2 separate regions of the Zea mays genome follow, and region 2 is linked to region 1. Evidence: chromatin contacts called from public Hi-C data. All regions are on one chromosome and are shown on one strand. The core of a region is the stretch at or near the end of the contact, and the rest is flanking DNA. Distances in the headings are between cores, read along the strand shown. Region 1 holds the start of LOC100286089. Region 2 holds the start of LOC100278544 (DUF3527 domain protein).

Evidence for each region. Hi-C and Micro-C count contacts between places; a contact is called where the count stands out from the background.
Region 2: a Hi-C map of ear shows a contact between it and region 1, with 2.6 times the contacts expected there. The contact joins the promoter of LOC100278544 here to the promoter of LOC100286089 in region 1. A contact is called at or near these places in 2 of 25 Hi-C or Micro-C datasets (ear and tassel).

What each region holds. Positions count from the first base shown.
Region 1 is chr1:8,225,349-8,228,996 of Zm-B73-REFERENCE-NAM-5.0, reverse strand. LOC100286089 reads left to right here and starts at 2,310. Exons shown (of 5, transcript NM_001414391.1): 1 at 2,310-2,775; 2 at 3,083-3,519. The coding sequence starts at 3,198.
Region 2 is chr1:8,605,086-8,608,489 of Zm-B73-REFERENCE-NAM-5.0, reverse strand. LOC100278544 (DUF3527 domain protein) reads left to right here and starts at 1,765. Exons shown (of 3, transcript NM_001151784.2): 1 at 1,765-2,398.

The DNA.
Region 1 (3,648 bases), core at 1,061-3,560:
GTCGTCTCTACTACTACTCTCCAACGCACGCACGTTTTACATGGCCGGACGAGAGCGACTGCCGACTGAGCGAGCGAGCCCCACGTACGTACTACGTGAGTTGTGACTGGTCGGCGGGTTCGCCGGTCAGGCTGGCGGGGTGGCCAGGCCAGTAGAGGCGGCAGGCGGGCCTCCGAGGGCCTGTCCCGTTGCGCATGCAGATACGACACGGTGCCGGTCCGTGCGACCCCGCGGGCGCACTACGCTACGGGTGGGTGATTGGAGATTGGCCGGGCCTGGCGCGGAGCGAAAGGAAATGCCACCACCAGTCCACCCCCAGCAACCCCCGGCAGCCCCACCCGACAGGCGCATACTAGTCGGCTAGTTGCGCGATTAATTAGGCCAGGACAGCCAGGCATTCGTCCGCGCTGATGGGGCCGCCATGCACGAGACGAGGCTCCCAGTCCCAGAGAGAGGCGCGAGCTGGGTTGGACTAGCTAGCTAGTGCCGGGGTCGGGCTCGGCGTTGGAAGCTGGACCACTCCGCACTGTCACGACCTAACCTGGTCGCTCTCGCCATCAAATCAAAATCCCACACATTTTCTCCCAGACGGCCAGACCCTTTCTTCGCGCACCCCCACTTGACCCCCCCGGCGAGACCGGCACGACGCGCCCCCCGGTGCTCACCGACGCCATGCAGCTCACCGGCGTGGCCGTGCCAAGCGCTTTATATAACCTTTATTACTTCGCTGCTGCCTGCTTGCCTTCGTCAAATCGTCCTAGCTTATAAAAAAGACTGAAAGATCCCAAGTCATGAGAAGTGTTATAAGAGAAATAAAAGCTCATCATTTCGAACTATAACAATAACACTAACTAGCAGTCTAGCAGGACCCACTTTTTCTGAATATTACCCCTCGGTTCTTTTTCGATGTCACGTTATTTTGCTCTAAATTAACTATTTGCATCTTTACCCATCATTTAAATAAAATATAGTTTCATGACACATAAGTCATATATGTCATAAAAATCACACAATCATATTTGATGAGTGACTCGTACAATCTATTTAGGTTAATAATTGTATTCTTACTACCTTATGTGTACTTACTCGCTTCCATCTCCTCTTTCTCGACACAACGTTGTTCCAAGCGGCTCCGGTTACTCCGCTATCGTTTCATTTCCCTCTCTCTAAGTCGGTGCATGTTCCCTCTCCCCATGTCCCCTCCCTTCCATGTCTCTATCCTTCCCGCAACTGTAGTGGATCCTCTCATTTTCTTTCCAGTCATCCCTATCCCAGTTAACTTCATAGCATAGGTGGACTTATACTCTGCCACCTCTTCGTCCAGCGCGACCTCGCGTGCGCTGGTGGGCGTGAATGAGGGGAGGAACAAGAACAACGTTGATATTAGGGCCAAGAGCATGCAGGACGGCGCGGATGTCCCCATCGAGCCAAGAGAGTGGTGGGGTCATCGGGACGCGTCACTAGGCTAGGGACGTCGCGAGGCGGACGGGCGACCCGACGACATGGCGGTTCTATTGTCGCCGTGGGAGAGAGGGAGCCGGGATGGGGAGTGTTGGACCACGTATTAATTATTAATAAATATAACGTTTTATTGCAAAAGTGTTGAAGCACGACAACAGTGGAAACTGGTTCTTTTTATTGTAGTAAATCTAAAAACACAAGTTTTATGTTATTAATATATTTATTTTTAAAACCAATGATTAAAGTTAGAAATATTTCATTCTGCATAAAACCAATACGTGTAAAAATGGAGAGAGAAGAGAGTATGTTGGAATGTATGTGGTTTTCTGCAATATTTGTCGAAAGAACATATATAGTTCATAGGTTACCCAACGTCTGATTTTCTACAATATTATTTGTTAAAAGAGTATGTGAACTACTCCTTCTAGATCTAAATTATAAGTTGTTCTAGACAAGATTTAAATTAACTACAAATAACCATTTTGTTATTTAGTGTCGAAATCTAATAGTCATATGCATCGATTTGTCTCAAAAAGTATTTTTACAAAGCTATAAATGTAATAAGAGTTTATTTATATTTTAACAAAAACTATTAGATAAATCTTTATTTTAAGACCGTGTCGCTGATTTAAATGACTTACAATCTGTATCTGGAAAATGCTGGCGTACATTGCAAGGGCCCTGACTGTGGAAGTATTATTATGGCAGTACAGAAATAATACTTCCACCACCATCAAAATAAGAAAGGCAATAAAAAAGGGTGCTTTTGTTGCAGTGGGTGAATCCAACGTGGAAACTGATTTTAGGGACCGAACGAAGGCCTACGACACCACTGGTCAGTGGTCACACACAAATCAGGATTGGTAGAGCCCATCTCTGCGCCCTGCCTTGCTGGCTCTGACCTCTCCCTCCCTTCCCCTTCCTCGATTGTTCCTCCCCCTTCTTTTATTAGGGTTTTTTTTGTCTCCTTAGATTTGCGCCTGTTCTCACCTGTGCGCATACTAGTCTCTGCATCAGAGAGTAGAGACCTCGGAGCCGATCTTCAACACGCAGATTGGGCAGAGCTGCCTGCCGGAGGGAGAGTGGAGAGAGAGAGAGAGAGAGAGAGAGAGAGAGCTCAAGGGGGGCAAAAGGAGTTTTTTTTTATCCAGCTTGTTAGCTTGATTCTCTTTGATCCGGGAGAGCAGCCGCCAGTCCAACTAATCCTAGCTATTGGTGTGCCGGGGCTTTGATTGTTCTCCAGATCCGAGCCACCTGCTGGGTGGACTCCAGGAATCCGAGCACGAAGTTGACAGGGGAGTTCTCAGGGAAAAGGTGAGCCCTTTTTCTTCTCCCTCCCCATCCGTCCACCGTTGCTAAACTGTCCGACCGCCACTGGAGTAATCGTGTAGTCTTAGGTCCGACTGTTAAGCTTCAAATTCAACTGTCGCCTCTTGTCCCTTGATCTGTTTCTGCCGCCTACACTGGACGACGCTTGATGCATACGAGATGATGAGTTGGCCGCAAGTTTTCTTGGATCCCAGCATACGATACGATCCACCAGCTTAACCGCATACAAAAATTATTGCCTTTTTTTAAAACTCGTTTTGATTTGATTGCATCTGTTGTTTTAGTTGCGCAGGGGAGGAAGGAAGAGCCTGAAAGGGCGGTGCGGAGAGAAAGACTATAAGAGCGACCTGGGTCCCTTGAGGATGCCGTCAAGAAACCGCGTGGAGAGGAGGGCGATGAGATGAGGGATGCTGGCCGCGGTGATGGACTATTTCAGCTCCTGCTGGGGCCCGCGATCGGGTGACGGGCACAGGGGGAAGGGCCCCGACGCCGCCGGCCGGCAGGACGGTCTCCTCTGGTACAAGGACGCCGGTCAGCTCGTCACTGGGGAGTTCTCCATGGCCGTGGTGCAGGCCAACCAGCTGCTTGAGGACCAGAGCCAAGTGGAGTCCGGATCGCTCTCCCTGGCTGACCCGGGCCCGCAGGGCACCTTCGTCGGCGTCTATGATGGCCATGGCGGTCCTGAGACGTCCCGGTTCATCAATGACCACCTCTTCAACCATCTCAGAAGTAAGGACTCGATATGTCAAAGTTACTTATGATTCCTCTTCTTTTAGCTGCTTAGAGGTACTAATGATGAAGCAATTATCAAGTCCCAACTTTTTCTTGTGTTGCTTTGATTACGGGTAGCATTTCTAT
Region 2 (3,404 bases), core at 516-3,015, 380 kb before region 1:
AAATTCTCGTATATAGTGGTTGTGCCAACTGCCAAACAAACAATATCTAGGGGTACTCCTGCTAGAAACTGTCATCGTCTACACCGTTCGTCCTTGCGCTGGCAGACCGAGGACGTCCAGACAAAGGCAACAGGTGCCCTCGGCCGGACTGGTTCAGCCTTCCCTTCAGCGCTCCTCTGAATCTGAGGGTTTCAACTTTGAAGAAGCCTCGCCTCGCTCCATGTAGTAAGTAGTAAGGTGGTCTACACATACCAGGACGTACACGCCTCGTTTCATCAGTTTGTGTGTTCACCGAATGGCCCGGAACGCAGAAGGAGGCTGGAGGCAGAGCGACGACGCGCAGGCGCACGCGCCGGTCCGGGTGTGTCTAGGTTTGGCTGGGTCAAAAGCTAGCTAAGCTGCTCTGGATCATCGTGCACGGGCGGGCGGGCGGGTGTGAGGAAACGCGGCGAAAGGCAACAAAAGACTGGGCGGCGGACACACAGAAGAGTCGTTCGCGCGCAGCCGGGTCTCCGGAGGTGGCCGTTAGCGGTGGGCGCCTCGAGGCCGCCGGGGCTGCATGACTAGACGTACACGTCATATCCACTTCTCCTTCTCGCCATCGTCATCCAAGCTAGCGCCTACATTTCCTGCACGGTCGCTTGGACCGTTCGTTCAATGTCGCTGTGGCTCCCCGATCCCAACCGAGATTGTGCGTCTGTGTGCTCGTGCTTACAACTGTTCCAGAGGGCTGACCGGCCCAGTAGCGTCCATACTGCAATGTTGTCTTTGCAAGGTGTAAAAGCTAAACTCAAGGACGATGCCGACAAACAAAAAAAAAGGACCGTCTTCCGCTCGTGACGCCACACGACACCACCCCCCTCCTCGTCCTCCTCCTGTTCCTGTCCTTGTCCGCCGGCCCACCCACTGGGCCACTACGGCGAGGGAGCTAGCGCCCGAGTCCCAGCCGCAACGTTCGGCCACGAGCACGATGCAGCAGCAGCCGCGAACCCCGAGTGCGAGTGGGAATTGGCGGAAGCAACGGGGAATAATTCCCGCACCGCAACCGCGAACCTCTCTCTTTTCTTCTTCTTCTCCTCCTCCTCACAGCATCGGAAGCACGCAATCACGCGTGCCAAGAACTGAGCCCCCGAGCAGATCCGCGTCCGCGCGCGCCAGGGCCTGGTTTTTCTAGTCCCGTCCCTTCCCCCAACCCCAACCAGGTCTCCGCCGCCGCTGCGGTCCATCGGTTCGGTCTCCCGACTTCACTTTCACATGGCCTGCCGTGCCGCGTCTCTCCCACGCCACTCTCGCCGGTCACCAGATCGTCGCTCGCTTCCGTTATTAACCCGTTTTGTAGCTGATTCCGGGGCTCCTGCTGCCCGCGGTCCACCCTTCGGTCAGCTAATAACGCCTCCGCCTCTTCCCTTCCCTCCCTTCCCCCTTGGGCTTGGGCCCTGCCCATTAAACTCGAGCAGGGCACTGTTTCTACAACGTTTGCCGTTCTCGACCGACCATTGATGGCCACGAAGAGTTAAGCCCTGCTCTGGGAAGGGCACTGTTTCTTTAGCTTCCATGCGTAGTAGGCACGCGGCGCACGCAGGCAGGCAGGCGGGCATGGAAAAGGGAACTGTAGCGCCCACGCGTTACCGACCGAGAGAGAGAGAGTCGAGCGAGTCCTCCACGTCCGCCTCCGCCCCCCAAACCAAAGGCATACAAGCCGTCGTGTGTTAATGGAAACGGACAAGTGTGAGGAGGAGGAGCAAAGCCAGCAGCCTTTTTTCCCTTGACGCCTCGCCTCGCCTCGCCTTGCTGCCCCCTCCTCCCGTTCTCGAACAGGTCAAGCCGCGCCTCCTCTCGCCTGCCTGCGTCCTTGCTCTTCCTCCTCCTCCCTTTGCCCGTCGTCCGCTCCGCTTCGTTGTCTCATCCGCTGCCGTTCTAGCAAGCGGGGCAGCGTCGCGCCTCGGCCTGATGCTCCACCACGCTCCAGTCCACAGCCTCCCCGGTCCTTCTCGTTCCCGTTGAGAGCGGCGGCTTGCCCGGCCCCCGGGTCCTCTTCACCTCACCTAACCTTGTTTCTAGTTTCGGTCCGTCGGTTGGTGCCTCGTCGGCTGCCTCTCGCTGCTTGGCCCGTTTCTTCCTGGGGTCGCGGGCCTGGAGTACACAAGTATATAATCTTCCCGGCCGTCGTCTTCTCTTTCTCGACCTGCCTCTCTTCGCATTGGCCCGTTCCCGTTCCTCGCTCCCTGCTGCTCCTTCCGAGACAGACTGCCTGGGATCGAAGCACACGATAGGAGAGACCTCCTCTGTCGTCTGTGCCTGGGTGAGAGGTCGGGTGGTGGTGGCAGTGCTTGGATGCTTCACGCGAGGCCTTGGATGGTGGATGCTGCGTGCTGCTGGTCTCTGCGCTGCGCCTGAGGTGAGGAATCCGGTGCTTCCCTCCACTTCTCTTCTCCTGCCTTTTTTTTCTGGGCCAAAGTGATCATGTAGTATCTTTCGCTTGGAGATTCTTTTCAGCTTAAATTACTGTTGGTGTAGATTAAGCGTGTCTGGTTCCTGGTTTTAATTACTTCTTGCCTTGACAGAGGAAAAGGAAAGATGGATGCAACTTCCTTTCCTGTTTCTCTCTCTCTCTCTCTCTAACCCATACATAGCTTTCCTTTGCTGCCGTGTTAAAGGCAGCATAGCAACAAAGCGATTTCCCGTTGCACCCGGCCGTTCTTTCCCGTTGCACCCGGCCGTTCTTTACGCCGGTGATGAAGAACGCATTTAAGGTCATCCTTTTCGGCTGGGCTTTACTACCGCTCTTTTGCAGCGTGGGCGCGGCTGCGACTTTTGTTTTTAATGGCACTTTTCTTTTACTACAGTAATTAATCATGTGGTTCAAGAGTCCTCTTCATCTCTTTCATCTTTGCTCCTGTACTTATTACTGCTTCTGTACCTGCACTCTGTTCACCTCTCTCGCTACGGAGCAAAGATGCATCAGCCGTCCTTCCTAGTTCAGAACCTGTTTTGCGAGTACCGGCGCCCACGTTCTTGCTGGCCACTGTCCGTTTGTTTGACAGGAGACGGCGGTGAAACAGTAATACTAGCTGTTTATCAGCCTTTCAGCTTAAGCAAACCAAGCACGTACAGTCAGTACGACGGTACTGCCCTGTCCCTCCTTGTGTCGTTAAGACAAGGAACGCCTTTAGATGTGCTGTTGATGGATACAGTGTACGCCATGGATCATCATACTACCAAGCAAGTTTTAGGGTGTGGTGTAACTGCATGCCATTTATATGGTGCCCCTGGTACTTGAGAGGAATTAATGTGCTGGGGGGGGGGGTGCTGAGGACGGAGGTTAGCTGTGCCTGCTCCCATTTGGAGGGACGAAGTTTTATCCTGTGGTTACTGCTTGTCGATGTCAAGCAATTTTTATGTGA